Regions from separate parts of the Sus scrofa genome. Here all the other regions are linked to region 2. Evidence: chromatin contacts called from public Hi-C and HiChIP or PLAC-seq data. All regions are on one chromosome and are shown on one strand. The core of a region is the stretch at or near the end of the contact, and the rest is flanking DNA. Distances in the headings are between cores, read along the strand shown. Region 1 holds the start of BCAT2 (branched-chain-amino-acid aminotransferase, mitochondrial). Region 2 holds the start of CA11 (carbonic anhydrase 11). Region 3 holds the start of RASIP1 (ras-interacting protein 1).

The links. A called contact is a pair of places that touch in the nucleus more often than the background predicts. HiChIP or PLAC-seq counts read pairs in DNA pulled down with a chosen protein or histone mark.
Region 1: a Hi-C map of liver shows a contact between it and region 2, with 5 times the contacts expected there. The contact joins the promoter of BCAT2 here to the promoter of CA11 in region 2. A contact is called at or near these places in 4 of 47 Hi-C or Micro-C datasets (embryonic fibroblasts, fetal liver, heart right ventricle and 1 more).
Region 3: an H3K27ac HiChIP or PLAC-seq map of skeletal muscle shows a contact between it and region 2. The contact joins the promoter of RASIP1 here to the promoter of CA11 in region 2. A contact is called at or near these places in 4 of 5 promoter capture datasets (fetal liver, fetal skeletal muscle and liver), 23 of 47 Hi-C or Micro-C datasets (alveolar macrophages, brain, embryonic fibroblasts and 12 more) and 2 of 2 datasets of contacts at active chromatin or transcription factors (alveolar macrophages and skeletal muscle).

Annotation. Positions count from the first base shown.
Region 1 is chr6:54,121,555-54,125,498 of Sscrofa11.1, reverse strand. BCAT2 (branched-chain-amino-acid aminotransferase, mitochondrial) reads left to right here and starts at 2,051. Exons shown (of 10, transcript XM_021094703.1): 1 at 2,051-2,249. The coding sequence starts at 2,226. All of the region lies in intron 2 of LOC106510565 (a long non-coding RNA gene), which reads right to left. It overlaps HSD17B14 (17-beta-hydroxysteroid dehydrogenase 14), which reads left to right. Exons shown (of 10, transcript XM_021094705.1): 10 at 1-270. The coding sequence ends at 92.
Region 2 is chr6:53,997,216-54,001,603 of Sscrofa11.1, reverse strand. CA11 (carbonic anhydrase 11) reads left to right here and starts at 2,960. Exons shown (of 9, transcript NM_001004038.1): 1 at 2,960-3,049; 2 at 3,140-3,214; 3 at 3,935-4,077. The coding sequence starts at 2,983. The region is part of intron 2 of LOC110261016 (a long non-coding RNA gene); the gene reads right to left.
Region 3 is chr6:54,070,970-54,075,308 of Sscrofa11.1, reverse strand. It overlaps RASIP1 (ras-interacting protein 1), which reads left to right and starts at 2,894. Exons shown (of 13, transcript XM_003127281.5): 1 at 2,894-3,044; 2 at 3,244-3,384; 3 at 3,970-4,339. The coding sequence starts at 3,248. IZUMO1 (izumo sperm-egg fusion protein 1) reads left to right here. Exons shown (of 8, transcript XM_021094699.1): 3 at 243-329; 4 at 929-1,009; 5 at 1,194-1,294; 6 at 1,567-1,720; 7 at 2,073-2,280; 8 at 2,524-2,702. The coding sequence ends at 2,602.

The DNA of each region.
Region 1 (3,944 bases), core at 802-3,301, 120 kb before region 2:
TTGAGCTGCTAGTGACTGGGGGCGCGGAGCTGGGCTTTGGGTGCAAGGCGGCGCAGTGCAGCGTCCCCGCAGGGGCGTCTGTGATCCCCTAATCTCCCACATTTCCACCTGGGCCTCCCGGACCAGGGCTCTCCCATCGCAAACTCAGTCTCCCAAATTCCCCTTCCCACCTCTCAGCTGCTGCGCCCCCCCGCCCCCCGCCAGACTTTAAGCCCACTTACCAATGTCCAGACCACCCCACATCTTTCCATAAAAGCACTTTGCAGCCAAGAGGAGGGCATCGTTACATTTATTTTGGCCCCTTAAAACCCTAATCCTCGGAGTTCCCATCATGGCTCAATGGTTAAAGAATCGACTAGGAACCATGAGGTTGTGGGTTCGATCCCTGGCCTTGCTTAGCGGGTTAAGGATCCAGCGTTGCCGTGAGCTGTGGTGTAGGTCGTAGACATGGCTTAGATTCCGCATTGCTGTGGCTCTGGCCTTGGCTGGCAGCTGTAGCTCCGATTAAACCCCTAGCCTAGGAACCTCCATATGCTGCAGGTGTGGCTCTAGAAAAAGGCAAAAAAAAAAACCACCAAAAAACCCTAATCCTTGCCCTCCCCCATTTCCACTGGAGGCCTGGACCCCAGGGATTACGATTTCCAGAAGGCCTTGCGGCAGGAGCAACCCGGGGGCTCCTGGGAAAAGTATTGCCAGCCGGCTGCTACCGAGCAGTAATTAAACAAGCCCGCAGGGGAGAGTAAATCAAACTCTAATTTGGAAATAATGAAGGAGGTAAAGCAAAAAGGCCTCCCTGTTTATTCTTGGCCCTTAGGGGAAAGGAGTTTAGACCTCTCTGCCAGCAGAGTAGGAGGGTGGCCAGCCCCAAAAGTCGAGAAGGAAGAAAAAACCGGGGGTTGAAAATCCGGGGTCCGAGGAAGGAAGAGCTGGTGTCTGGATGCCTGAATTTAGAGGACTGGGAAACTAAAGGGGAGGTAGGAGGAAATTAAGTGGCATGACTCCCCGGCTGGGAGGTACCAAGTTTCCTCGAGGTGGGGGCCCCCAGGCTGGGAGGTGGAGCTGCATCACTGCTGCGGATTGGCCGCGGCGGGGGTGTGTGTGCAGCAATCACCAACTGGCCTGGGCGCGGCACCGCTAAGGCTCCAGCCAAGGTTGAGGGGGGAAGAGGGCTGGGGAGGAGGGAGGGAAGGCGGAGACACTTTGCTGGAGAGCGTTCAGGTTTGACCACCTGGGCCTGTGACTGTTAAGGCTGCGGGACAGAATTTGGGGGCATAGTGTCGCAGGGTAGAATTACGGAGACGCAGTGAACCAGGGACTGAGTTTGAATACACAAGAGGAACAATATTTTGGTGTCAAAGTAACCCCGATGCAGGAGTTGGGGGAACTCCTGGAAGGTTCGGGGGGACACAGTGACCGCGTGGCGTGGCGTAGGGGACACCGATGCGGGTTTGACCAGCTGGCGATTAGAGGGACCCTGCGGGGCTGTAATCGTCTAACTCTGCCTCTGGGGGTCCTGAAGCTGGGGAGACACTCCCGAAGGGGCATAAACCAGGAAATCCTATTCTAAGGGCTGCTCACGGAAGCCCTCTGATGAAGTGGGGGATTGAAATTTTACCACTGATGAAAAGAGGTGGTAGGAGGCAAGGTGAACAGTGTGGGTGTTTCTCTTTAAAAGTTACAAAGAATGCACACGTTATCTTCTCGTTGCAAAGAAAAACCTGTATTCAAATAGAGTATCCAGAGGGAAGCTCCTGCTCCATCCACACCTGCCGCCCTCTTCGGAGTCCCCTCCCTTTTCCCGCGCGTTTTTCCGTACTCTCTGCTCCCACCGATATTTAGAGCGGGGTTTGCTTTTCCCCAAGAATCGTGGTGCGTGAAGATCACTGCTTCCTGCGTTTCCCCTCTCTTATCTCGGGCTGCTGGCCTTTGTTAGCGCCCCGGAACAGTTCTGGATCTATTAAAACGCAGTTTGGAAGCCGTTGCACGCTGGCTCTTGCGCGGGGGCGGGGAGGAGGGTTCCCCCCCGGCCCCCCGCGGGTTCCGGCGCATGCGCTCTGCAGCAGGGCCCAGTTCCCCCTCCAGCGCCCTATAACTGGGAAGGCCTGGGCAGCCTAGGGCGCTGGGCTGGCCGTCATCCCACGCGAGGGGGCGTGAGCGGGGCGGAGCCGGAACGTCTTTCTCGCCCGCCGCACCCGGGCCGGGCACAGATCCCCGCCGCTCGGACCATGGCTGCAGCCGCCTTGAGGCAGGTGGGTTCGCGGCCGGGTGGGAGACCCTGCGGGGAGGCGCACTTCGGGTGGACCCCTCGCCCGTGGCCTCTCCGGCGTGGCACCCGCTCCTCCCGCACTCGGGTTCCGCCGCGGGGCGCCGAGGAGGAGGAGGCCCCGGAGAAAGCAGCACAAGGCCTTCCAGGCGGGGAGGGGGAGAGAGGTCAACGTTGGGAAGGGGACCCAGATGGGAGCCACACGGAGGGGAACGTGGAGGAGGAGCCTATAAGGAGAGAGCCGTGGGGCTGGGGTGGCGGGATGGGTTAGGAGGGAATAGGCAGCCGGTGGGGGAGCCGGGCTAAGACGCCCAGGACCTCGGACCCCTAGGGGTAGAGGTAGGAGGAAGGCATAGGGTTCAGTCTCAGGTCACTCATGGGAATTGGATCCAGCGCCCTGTTTTCTTGGAACTAAAGATAGATGTCTCATGTGTCCCTGAAACCTCTCATCTGGAACTCTCCACCCGGGGGTGGTGGTGGGGGACCGAGGCAGCATCTCCCTGTCAGTGACTGAGATCGTCCAGGCGAGAAGGGGACCCTCCGTTCTTACGGACAGGATGGCAACAAGCAGAGCTTCGGTCCGTGGTTTTAGAAAACAAGGATACAATACTAATAACTTGGTGTGTGTGTGTGGGGGGGGTGTCTTTACAACCCTTGACAGCTGCAGCCTGACGGTGGGAAAAGTGGTTTCTGTTAACTTTGTAGTTGACTTTATCTGGGACTCTTATCCCAGCCTGATGGAGAGCAGGGCAGACTTTTACTTTCTCAGAGTGACTGAGACAGGCTCGGACTGCCACCGAGGCGGGCTAGGCTTTGATGGTGACACTGCTGGGCTGTGGTGGGACAGTTCCGGGCAGCGATGGGGACAGTCTGGGTGATGATGCGGAGAATCTTGGGCTGTCATAGGACAGTCCTGGTTTCTTGTGAGACCTCGGCTATGGTGGGTCAGTTCTGCATGTCATGGGGATCAGTCCTGGGCTTTGACTGGGTCATGTGCGGGTTATGGTCCAGATGGTCCCTTGCTGGGACAAGGACAGCCCTGCTCATGATAGAGACCTTTCCCGGGCTGTAAAATGGGGTCAGTCCCGAAGTGTGAAGGACAGCTAAGCTATGATAGAGACAATCCTTGGCTTTAATGGTGACCTTCCTGGGCCACGTTAGGACAGTCCTGAGCTTTAACAAGAAGGCTCCAGCATGTTGGAGTCCTGCCCTGTGCATATCCACCCCCTCCCCCAGCCATTTCTCTTTTCTTTTCTTTTTTTGTCTTTTTGCCTTTTCTGGGGCCGCTTCTGTGGCATATGGAGATTCCCAGGCTAGGGGTCGAATCGGAGCTGTAGTCACTGGCCTACACCACAGCCACAGCAATGCGGGATCCAAGACACGTCTGCAACCTACACCACAGCTCATGGCAACACCGAACCCTTAACCCACGGAGCAAGGCCAGGGATCGAACCTGCAACCTCATGGTTCCCAGTCGGATTCACCAACCACTGTACCACGACGGGAACTCCACCAACCATTTCTCTTTTCTTAATTCAGCCCCAATCCTTGTACACTCTTTGTCCCCAAAGCCCGTTTACCATCGGAGATCTCCTCTGGGCCCCATCCCCCAGGGTTTGGGGTATCAGGGGGTGGATTATAACCTGCATCCTCATGGATACTAGTCAGGTTCATGACCTCC
Region 2 (4,388 bases), core at 1,711-4,210:
GCAGCATGTGGAGGTTCCCAGGCTACGGGCTGCATCAGAGCTACAGCTGCCGGCCTATACCACAGCCACAGCCACACCAGATCTGAGCCGTGTCTGCAACCTACACCACAGCTCACGCCAACCTGGATCCTGAACCCACTGAGCGAGGCCAGGGATTGAACCCACAACCTTGTGGTTACTAGGCGGATTCCTTTCTGCTGCGCCACAGTGGGAACTCCTGTGTCGCTCCAGTTTTGAGTCTCCTGAGTGTCTCTGTCTCCTTCCATCACGGGTGCTTGAACGTGCACTGCCACCTCTCTGTCTCTGAAGGCTCTGCTTTCTGATGCTTTAGTCTCTCCCTTTATGTCGGCAGATCTATCTCTGGGTCTCTCTCCCCCATCTGGGTCTGTCTCTGTCCATTAGTTGGTCTCTGTTGATACCTCTTCCTTTATGAGTGCCTCTATGGGCACATGCCAGCTTCTTTCTCTGTTTCCTCCTCTCTCTGCCTCTTTTTTTTTTTTTTTTTTTTTTTTTTTTTTTTGGTCTTTTTAGGGCCGCACCCACGGTAAAAGGAGGTTCCCAGCCTAGGGGTCGAATAGGAGCTGTAGCCGCCCAGCTACGCTACAGCCACAGCAATGCGGGATCAGAGCTGCGTCTGCGACCTACGCCACAGCTGCTCACAGCAATGCTGGATCCTTAACCCACTAATCGAGACCAGGGATCGAACCTGCATCTCCATGGATACTAGTCAGGCTTGTTAACTACTGAGCCACAACAGGAACTCACTCTCTCTGCCTCTTGCTCTAGGTGAGTGTTTCTATGTCAAGCTCTCTCTTTTTTTATGGCTGACTCACAGTGTATGGAAGTTTCCAGGCCAGGGATTAAATCTCAGCTGGAGCTGTGACTTATGTATGTCTCCACTGCAACAATGCCACATCCTTATCCCACTGTGCTGGGCCAGGATCAAACCTGAAACTCCACAGCAGGTGACTCGAGCCACTGTAGTCAGATTCTTCTTCTGCCTTATTTATTTATTTATTTTTTAGCTGCATCTGCAACATATGAAAGTTCTTGGGCCAGGGATTGAAACTGCACCACAACAGTGACCTGAGCTGCCAGTGACAATGCTGGGTCCCTAACCCGATGAGCCGCAAGGGCACTCCTGCAGACGGATTCTTTTCTTTCTTTCTTTCTTTCTTTCTTTCTTTCTTTCTTTTTTTTTTTTTTTTTTTTTGTCTTTTTGCGGCCACACCTGCGGCATTTGGAAGTTCCCAGGCGAAGGGTCTAATCAGAGATATAGCCACTGGACTACACCACAGTCACAGCAACACGGGATCCGAGCCGCGTCTGCAACCTACACCACAGCTCAGGCAACACTGGATCCTTAACCCATGGAGCGAGGCCAGGGATTGAACCCATGTCCTCATGGATACTAGTCGGGTGCATTAACCACTGAGGCATGACCGGAACTCCTCTGTCTTGAGATCTTTTTCTGTTTCTGCCCCTCCCCACCCACCTTGGGCCTGGCATCTTGCTCTTCCATCTCTAACCTGCAGTGTGCATCTCTCTGCTTCTATCTCTAAGTGTGTGTGTCTGTATCTTTCTCTGCCTCCACCTGTTATCTGTCTCATTCTGTATTTTTTTCCCCCCTGTCATTCTGGGGGTCTCTGTCTCTGTGTATCTTATCAGTTTCTGCATCTCTTGCATTCACTGTATGTCCCAGGTCTCTCTCTCTCTTTCTCTCTCTCTCTTTCCCCCTCTCTCTGGTCTCCCGCGGCTGCCCCCACCTCCCTGCCTGTTTATTTTCTACCCTGCGTCTCCTGCCAAATCTCCCCATCTCAGGCTCCTCTTCCTCCTCAAGCCTCCGCAGCTCCCTGACCTCACCTCTGCTCTCTTGCCTCAGCCTCCCCGGCTCCTCCTCCTGCCTCCTCCCGCTCCCCCACTCTCTCTCCAAGTCTCTGCCTCCCCCTCCTGGTCAGCGGCCCACACCGCACTCCGGTCTCCCAGGGGATCCCCTAGCCGGGTTAAGGGAGCCCCTGGTGGAGGCTTGGGTGATGCATCCGGCGGGGGGCTGCAGGCGCTGTGCAGGCTCGCACCTGGGTCCCTGCGAGCTGGGGGATCCCGGATCCTTCAGGGCCAGTGGCCCTGAGCGTGGAGACACCCGAGGACTCTCCCAGCTCCACCTTAAGGGCCCCCCCCTTCCCCCTTCTGCGGAGGATGGAAACTGCCAGCTCTTGGGCCCCAGGTGTCCGGGCCACCCCCGCCCCCGTGGCCCCAGCGCGGCTGGGAGCTGGGGACGAGTCCCCCCCCCCAACAACCTCTCTATCCTGCCCCTGGGAGTACTCCCTCCACCACCACCCACACACACCAGCCCAGGGAGGGGTGCTCGCTGCTGTGAGAGCCCCCCCCAACAGAAAAATTAAATAACAGCAAGAGAGAGAAGGGGGGGAGGGAGAAGAGCGAGACAGAGAAACAGAAGAGGCAGGAGAGGAGGAGGTGGGGGGAGAGAGAGAGGGGGCAGCGGGAGGCCGAGAGGGAGAGAGTGAGGAGGAGAAGAAGGGGAGAAGGAAGAGGCAGGAGCAGAGGAGGGAGAGAGGGAGGAGGAGGAGGTGAGAGAAGCAGGATGGAGACATGGAGTTAGGAGGCTGGGGAGAGCTTAATGAAAAGAGAGCGAAGAGGGGGGTGTGGGTTAGAAGCCCAGGGGTAACCCGAGGGAAAAGCAGAAGGCAGAGGAGAGGAGTAGGAAGACCGGGAGACAGAGGGAGACTCGAGGGCTTGGGGAGAGAGGCGAGGAAGGAGACACGCCGAGAAGGAGCAGGGGAGTGGGTGGGGTAGGGGGGTCTCAGTCCCCGGCTGCCTCAGAAATTGGGAACTGGGGCTCCCCGTGTGGAGGAGAGGAAGGCTGCAAGTCCTTGGGGGGTCGGGGTTCCACAGAGAAGGGAAGGAGCTGGGGGGTTGGGGGTCAGGGCATTGGGATAGGGGTCGCCCCGAGGCTTCCCCGGGATGGGGGGTGCAGCTCGTCTGAGCGCCCCTCGAGCGCTGGTACTCTGGGCAGTACTGGGGGCGGCAGGTAAGGCCTGGGGGGGTCGGGGCAGGAGCCCCTCAGGGAGGGGTGGGGGTGGGGTGTCCAGGAGAGGGTTTCAAGCCGCTGTCTCCCCAGCTCACATCGGACCCGCACCTGACCCAGAGGACTGGTGGAGCTACAAGGATAATCTCCAGGGAAACTTCGTGCCAGGTGCAGCCAGGGCGGGGACCCAGGCGTCTGGGCAGCCAGGCTTTCCTCCTGAGACCCCGGAGTCCGCTCCTCCCCTGCCCCCCCCCGCCCCCCCCCCCATCCCCAGGACCCAGGAGTCCTAGCCCCTTCCTTCCTCCCTCCGGAGGCCCAGCCTCTGACCCCGGGTGGCTCAGCATGGGACATTATACATGCGCATTTCGAGTCGGGAGTGGGAGTGAGTGGAAGGCAAGGGAGTGTGGGGGTGGAAGAGTGTGTGTGTGCTTGCTGGGAAAGACCAGGTAGGTCCTGGCTCGTACTGAGAACCAGAGGTTCGGGGCCCGGTTCTCCACCTGGTCCAGCCCTCTCTTGCAACTCCTTCTCCCCAGTACATTCATCAACCAGCTGTGGGATAAGGGAGACTGAAGAACTACAACTCCCATGGGCTCTGGGGCAAGCAGGCAGGGGATGGGTAGGCTGGCCACCTCACAGACTGCTGGGAGTTGTAGTTTCTTCCCCAAAGACCATTGATGATAGGTTTGATCAAAGAGAGGCTTGGAGGTGTTGGGGGTAGGGGGGCGGTATAGGAAACTCCTCTAAGAGTCTTCTAGGACCCAGGACTCTGCATTTCAGCCACCTCCTCCCTCAAAGTCAGGAAACCACAGCCTTCCCAGCAGATCCCAGCACTGAGATCTAGTCCCTACTTCTGACTCCCTTTCCTCCCTGCCCCACCTCTGCTCCCAGGGCCTCCCTTCTGGGGCCTGGTGAACGCAGCCTGGAGTCTGTGTGCTGTGGGGAAGCGGCAGAGCCCTGTGGATGTGGAGCTGAAGAGGGTCCTTTACGACCCCTTTCTGCCCCCACTGAGACTCAGCACTGGGGGAGAGAAGGTAAGTGGCCTGTTGGGAGGGGTTACCAAACCCCACTGGGCTTGAGTTGGGGTCGGGGGTGGGGCATGAGCTGGGAGGCTAGCCTGGGGGAAGGAGCCCTACACTGAGCAGAGAGGAGGCGCTGTCCACCCTTAAATGGATCCCTGATTCTTCCCTCTCCAAACATGGCCTCCTAGTCTTTCCATCTCTTGGAAGCAATGGTAAGACAGACCATCTCCCGTGCCAGGCACTGTTTTCGAACCTGATAAATCGTCTCATCTTCACAACTCCATGAAATAGATGCTATTGTTATTCTTATTTTAGGGATGCAG
Region 3 (4,339 bases), core at 1,645-4,144, 74 kb before region 2:
TGCACAGCTTCGTTATCTCTGAAATGGAGCCCATAACAGACCCTTCATCCCAGTCGGTGCTTTGCCCCGTGGCCAGCATCATGTTAAGTGGTCGTTAAATTTTACTGCCCTTCCCTAAAAAGACCCCCAAACTGACCGCCAGTTCTGCCAACTTGACAAAGGCCAGGTAGCTGTACCGCACACCCGGGGGGAGCAGGAGGGTGGGGGCGGGGACTTCTCTGCGTCATCCTGCTTCTTCCCAGGTGAGCTCTTCGTGGATGAGCTGTTCTGGACGTTGCGCCTGGCAAAGGATACCTTCGCCAGCTATGCTGCTCAGTTTCAAAAAGAGGGTGAGTGTAGATGGGAGTCGGGAACCCCAGATTTCTCCTTCCACAGTCTAAGAGTCCCTGTCCCCAGCCTTCTGCTTCTCCGCCACGGATCCCTCAGCTCTCCCAACCCCCTTCTCCCTCAGACCCAGGGGGTACAGGCATCCAGGTCCTTCCTCCTCCCCATTCCGAAGGCCCAGCCCTCACCTGTTCCGCATCCCCTCTCTCATGCCCTTTAACTTCGAAATCTGATTCTTATTTTTTTCCCCTTTCTTCCGAGACAGTTTTTTGTCCCAACAAATGTGGTGAGTCCGGATTATGGGACCTGGTCCTCTATCCCTCATCCCTGCCCCGTGAATATACTTTTGGGTCCATGCAATCTTTCGTTCTCTGCCCCCAGAGGTTCCTGGGTCTCCAGTATTCCTCCGCACTTCTTGGGAAGTGGGTCCTAATCTGCTGGCACTCTTCTGAGCCTGGTTCAGGGGGCTGTGTTCTAGCCCCGCCCCTCTCCGGCTGACCTCCTAGGGATTCGGCTCTTGACCTTGCCCCAGCCCTTGGCCCTGCCCTCTCCTTTTAGCCCCGCCTCCTAGTGAGAGAATACAACCTCGATCCTGCCCCCTCAGGTTTGATGTTGCAGCCTCTGATCTGGTGCAGTACCTGCCAGAAGCAGGTTCACTCTTGTCGAAAGTCCCGGAGTTGTGGAGGTGAGCCCTGGACCCAGCAGGTGGGACTAGCGCAAGAGGGGTGGAGCCGGAGGAGGGACCGAGTCTAAAGAGGGTGGAGACTGGAGCCAGCCAACTGGAAACAGCGGGGCTGATGTCAAGTGGAAGGGTTGGGAGAGGGCCGAGAACCGCGAAAGAGCATCCCACAGTAACTCCCCATTCCCAGAGCGCAAAGTCAAGGTCCATCAAATGGAAGATATGATCCTGGATTGTGAGCTCAACTGGCATAAAGTCTCTCAAGGCCTGACGGATTACAGCTTTTACAGGGTGAGGTCCTCCAACTCCTGTTAACCCTTGAAGTCCAAGGCCATCAGGCTTGTATGAGCCCCCCGGTCCCTGTACCCACAGGCCTGCACCCACCATGCCCATGACCCATGACCTACCAAGTTTGGCTTCTTCTGCTCCCCTGGGACCCTAGGCCCTGATCAGGACACCTTGGACTCCCACCTCACCACTGAAGCCCCGTGATCTTCTCACCCCTATACTCCCCCAACCCCTGAATTCCCCAGGCCTCTGTGACCCCTTGAGCTTGGGTCTAGGTTTGGAAGAACAACTCTGAGACCTTGATGGCCAAGGGGCAAGAGCCCACCCTGACCAAGACCATGGTGAGTCCGAAGGATGCAGGCACATATCGCTGCGAGCTGGGTACTGTACAATCCACTCCAGCCACCATCATCCATTTTCATGTCACAGGTCAGTGCTGGGTTGTTGAGAGACGTGGGATTCAGATGGTCCCTAGGTTGGGGGGGTCGGGGGGGTGGAACTCCAGCTCCAGGGGCGTGGCCTGCTCCCGGGGCGTGGCCTGTGGGCATAACTTTCTATCGGCCTGTGGTTTCAGGTCCCAAAGGTGTGGCTTCCTGGCCTGAGTGTGGCCTCTGGCCACAGGGCCAGGGCCCCCCCCACTGGGTGTGTTCGGACTTCACGCAACTGGGGGTGTGATTTTTGTCCCGCGGGGCCTGGTCGGGTTGCCATGAGGAGAGCTTGCCTGGGCCTTGGCGGGACCTTGATGCCCCCCCAGGACTGCTGCTTGCCCCTCCTCTCTCAGTATTGCCCAAAAGAATCGTGGAGGAGACACCGTCACCAAACACCGAAACCCAGGATGAGACGGCTCCGGGTGAGGTGACTTTGGATCGTCCCCAGACGTCCGCAACCCTCCAATCACAGTCTCCAGGGCCCGAGAAAGTGCTGAGACACCGCCTGGTAGGGCTGCTCATCGGGGCCATCGTGGTGCTGATAGCCGGCGTCGTGACCGCGTGAGCCGCCCCCTGAAGAAGGCGGGGCCTGGAGTGAGGGGCGGGGTTTCCAAGTCCCTAAGGCAGGAAGGCTCTGAGAGCCCACGATCGCCGAGAGCTGGCCTTCCTCCGGGAGCGGGGCTTACCTAGGAGGGCGAAGCTTGGCTAAATGCTAGAATGAGATCAAGCACCGGGGAGGCTGGGAAGCGGTGTTCCTCACTCAGTTGGGACCTAACCTCTTTCCGCTATTTGCACCCCCGCCAGGATACTTTTCTCTCAGTCTGGGAAAGTGATGAATTTCCTAAAGGCCTCCCCGCTCAGCCCTGGCAAAGGCACTGCTTAGGACTCCGGGTTTCGAAGGAAAAGAGGAAAACATTAGGGAGAAAATAAAGATTAATGTAGCTGTCTAAGTATCTGACGCACTCCTCCGGACGGATTCTAACCTGGTTCCCTTAGAGACGTCTGGGGACTCTCTCCCGACTGAGGGAGGAGGGGCTGGAGACCTGGCCCCCTGGGTCCTGGAAGGGGCCCACTGGCTGCGATGTGATTCCAGAATCAAGGAGTGGGGCAGGGCCAGCCCTCCCCAGATCTCCTCCCCCAGGCCTGGTCCCCTCACAGGACGCCCCCTCCCCGCTCTTCCTGCCGGTTTCCTCTGCCTTTTCCTGTCCCCCACCCAGTGCTGGGAGCTGGGGCCGAGGCAGAGGCTGAACAGGAGCAGCGGGGTCAGGAACCATCCAGGGCAAGAGGAGCCAGGGGCCCCGGGTGCTGCCGGGACCCGAAACAGGGTAAGAGCCTGGGATCCCAGGGTCCAGACCCCTCCTCCTTCAGACCCAGGTGTGGGTCCCCATCCCAGCCACCCGGGGCCCCATTCCTCTCTCCCACCCAGCCCCCTCCTCCCTCTGACTTAGGAGGCCTGGTCCCCCTCCACCCCCACCTCTAGCTCTTCAAGCCTCGTGAGTGGGGGCCTTACCCGCTCTCCCTTAGGGCCATGCTATCTGGTGAGCGGAAGGAGGGCGGAAGCCCCCGCTTCGGGAAGCTCCATCTCCCGGTGGGCCTGTGGATCAATTCTCCCAGGAAGCAGCTGGCCAAGCTGGGGCGGCGCTGGCCCAGCGCTGCCTCTGTCAAGTAGTGCCCACCTCTGCCCGACTCCTGCCCCACCTCACCTGCCTCCGGTCTCGCCCTGTTTGGGACTCGGTCCCTCCACTGGAAAATGCCCGGGACCCCGAAAGGGTTGGCTCCAGTTCCTGTCCTGAAGGGGCAAGTGAGCTGGCAGTAGGGGACAGTTGGCCCCAGTGATACAGGGCCTGATGGGGCCAGTGTGGGTCCTGGAGGTGGGCTTAGGCCGGGTGGACACGGGGACGGGGGACCGGGACACAGAAGGAGCAGCAGCTTGATTCACCTTCCTTCCTCCCGTGCCTGCTCACCTCTTGGAATTTCCTTCTGTGGGACTTGCCTTTATTTATTTATTTATTTATTTATTTATTTATTTTCTCTCTCTCCCCCCCTCCCCCTCTGGCCTCTGTGCCCCCCATTTCTATATACCCCGCATCTCTTGCCCTTCTGTGGGTGTCTGTCCCCCACTCGCTCTGGGACTCTGCTCCCCCATCTGTGTCTTTGCCCCCCTCCTTCGTTCTCTAATCCCCCACCCTGTCTCTGCGTGTCTTCTGGGGTCTCTCTCTCCCCCGTCTCTGCTCCCCGGCGGGCCGCCAGGTCTTCGTCTTCAGACACGGGGAGCCGAAGCAGCGAGCCGTTGCCCCCGCCGCCGCCGCACGTGGAGCTGCGGCGAGTGGGCGCGGTCAAGGCGGCCGGGGGAGCCTCGGGGAGCCGCGCCAAGCGCATCTCTCAGCTCTTTCGGGGCTCGGGGACCGGCACCACGGGGTCCGGCGGCGCGGGAGGTCCCGGGACTCCGGGGGCAGCTCAGCGCTGGGCCAGCGAGAAGAAGCTGCCGGAGTTGGCGGCGGGCGTGGCCCCCGAGCCGCCACTGGCCGCCCGCGCCACGGCGCCCCCGGGGGTCCTCAAGATCTTCGGCGCCGGGCTGGCTTCGGGCGCCAACTACAAGAGCGTCCTGGCCACGGCGCGC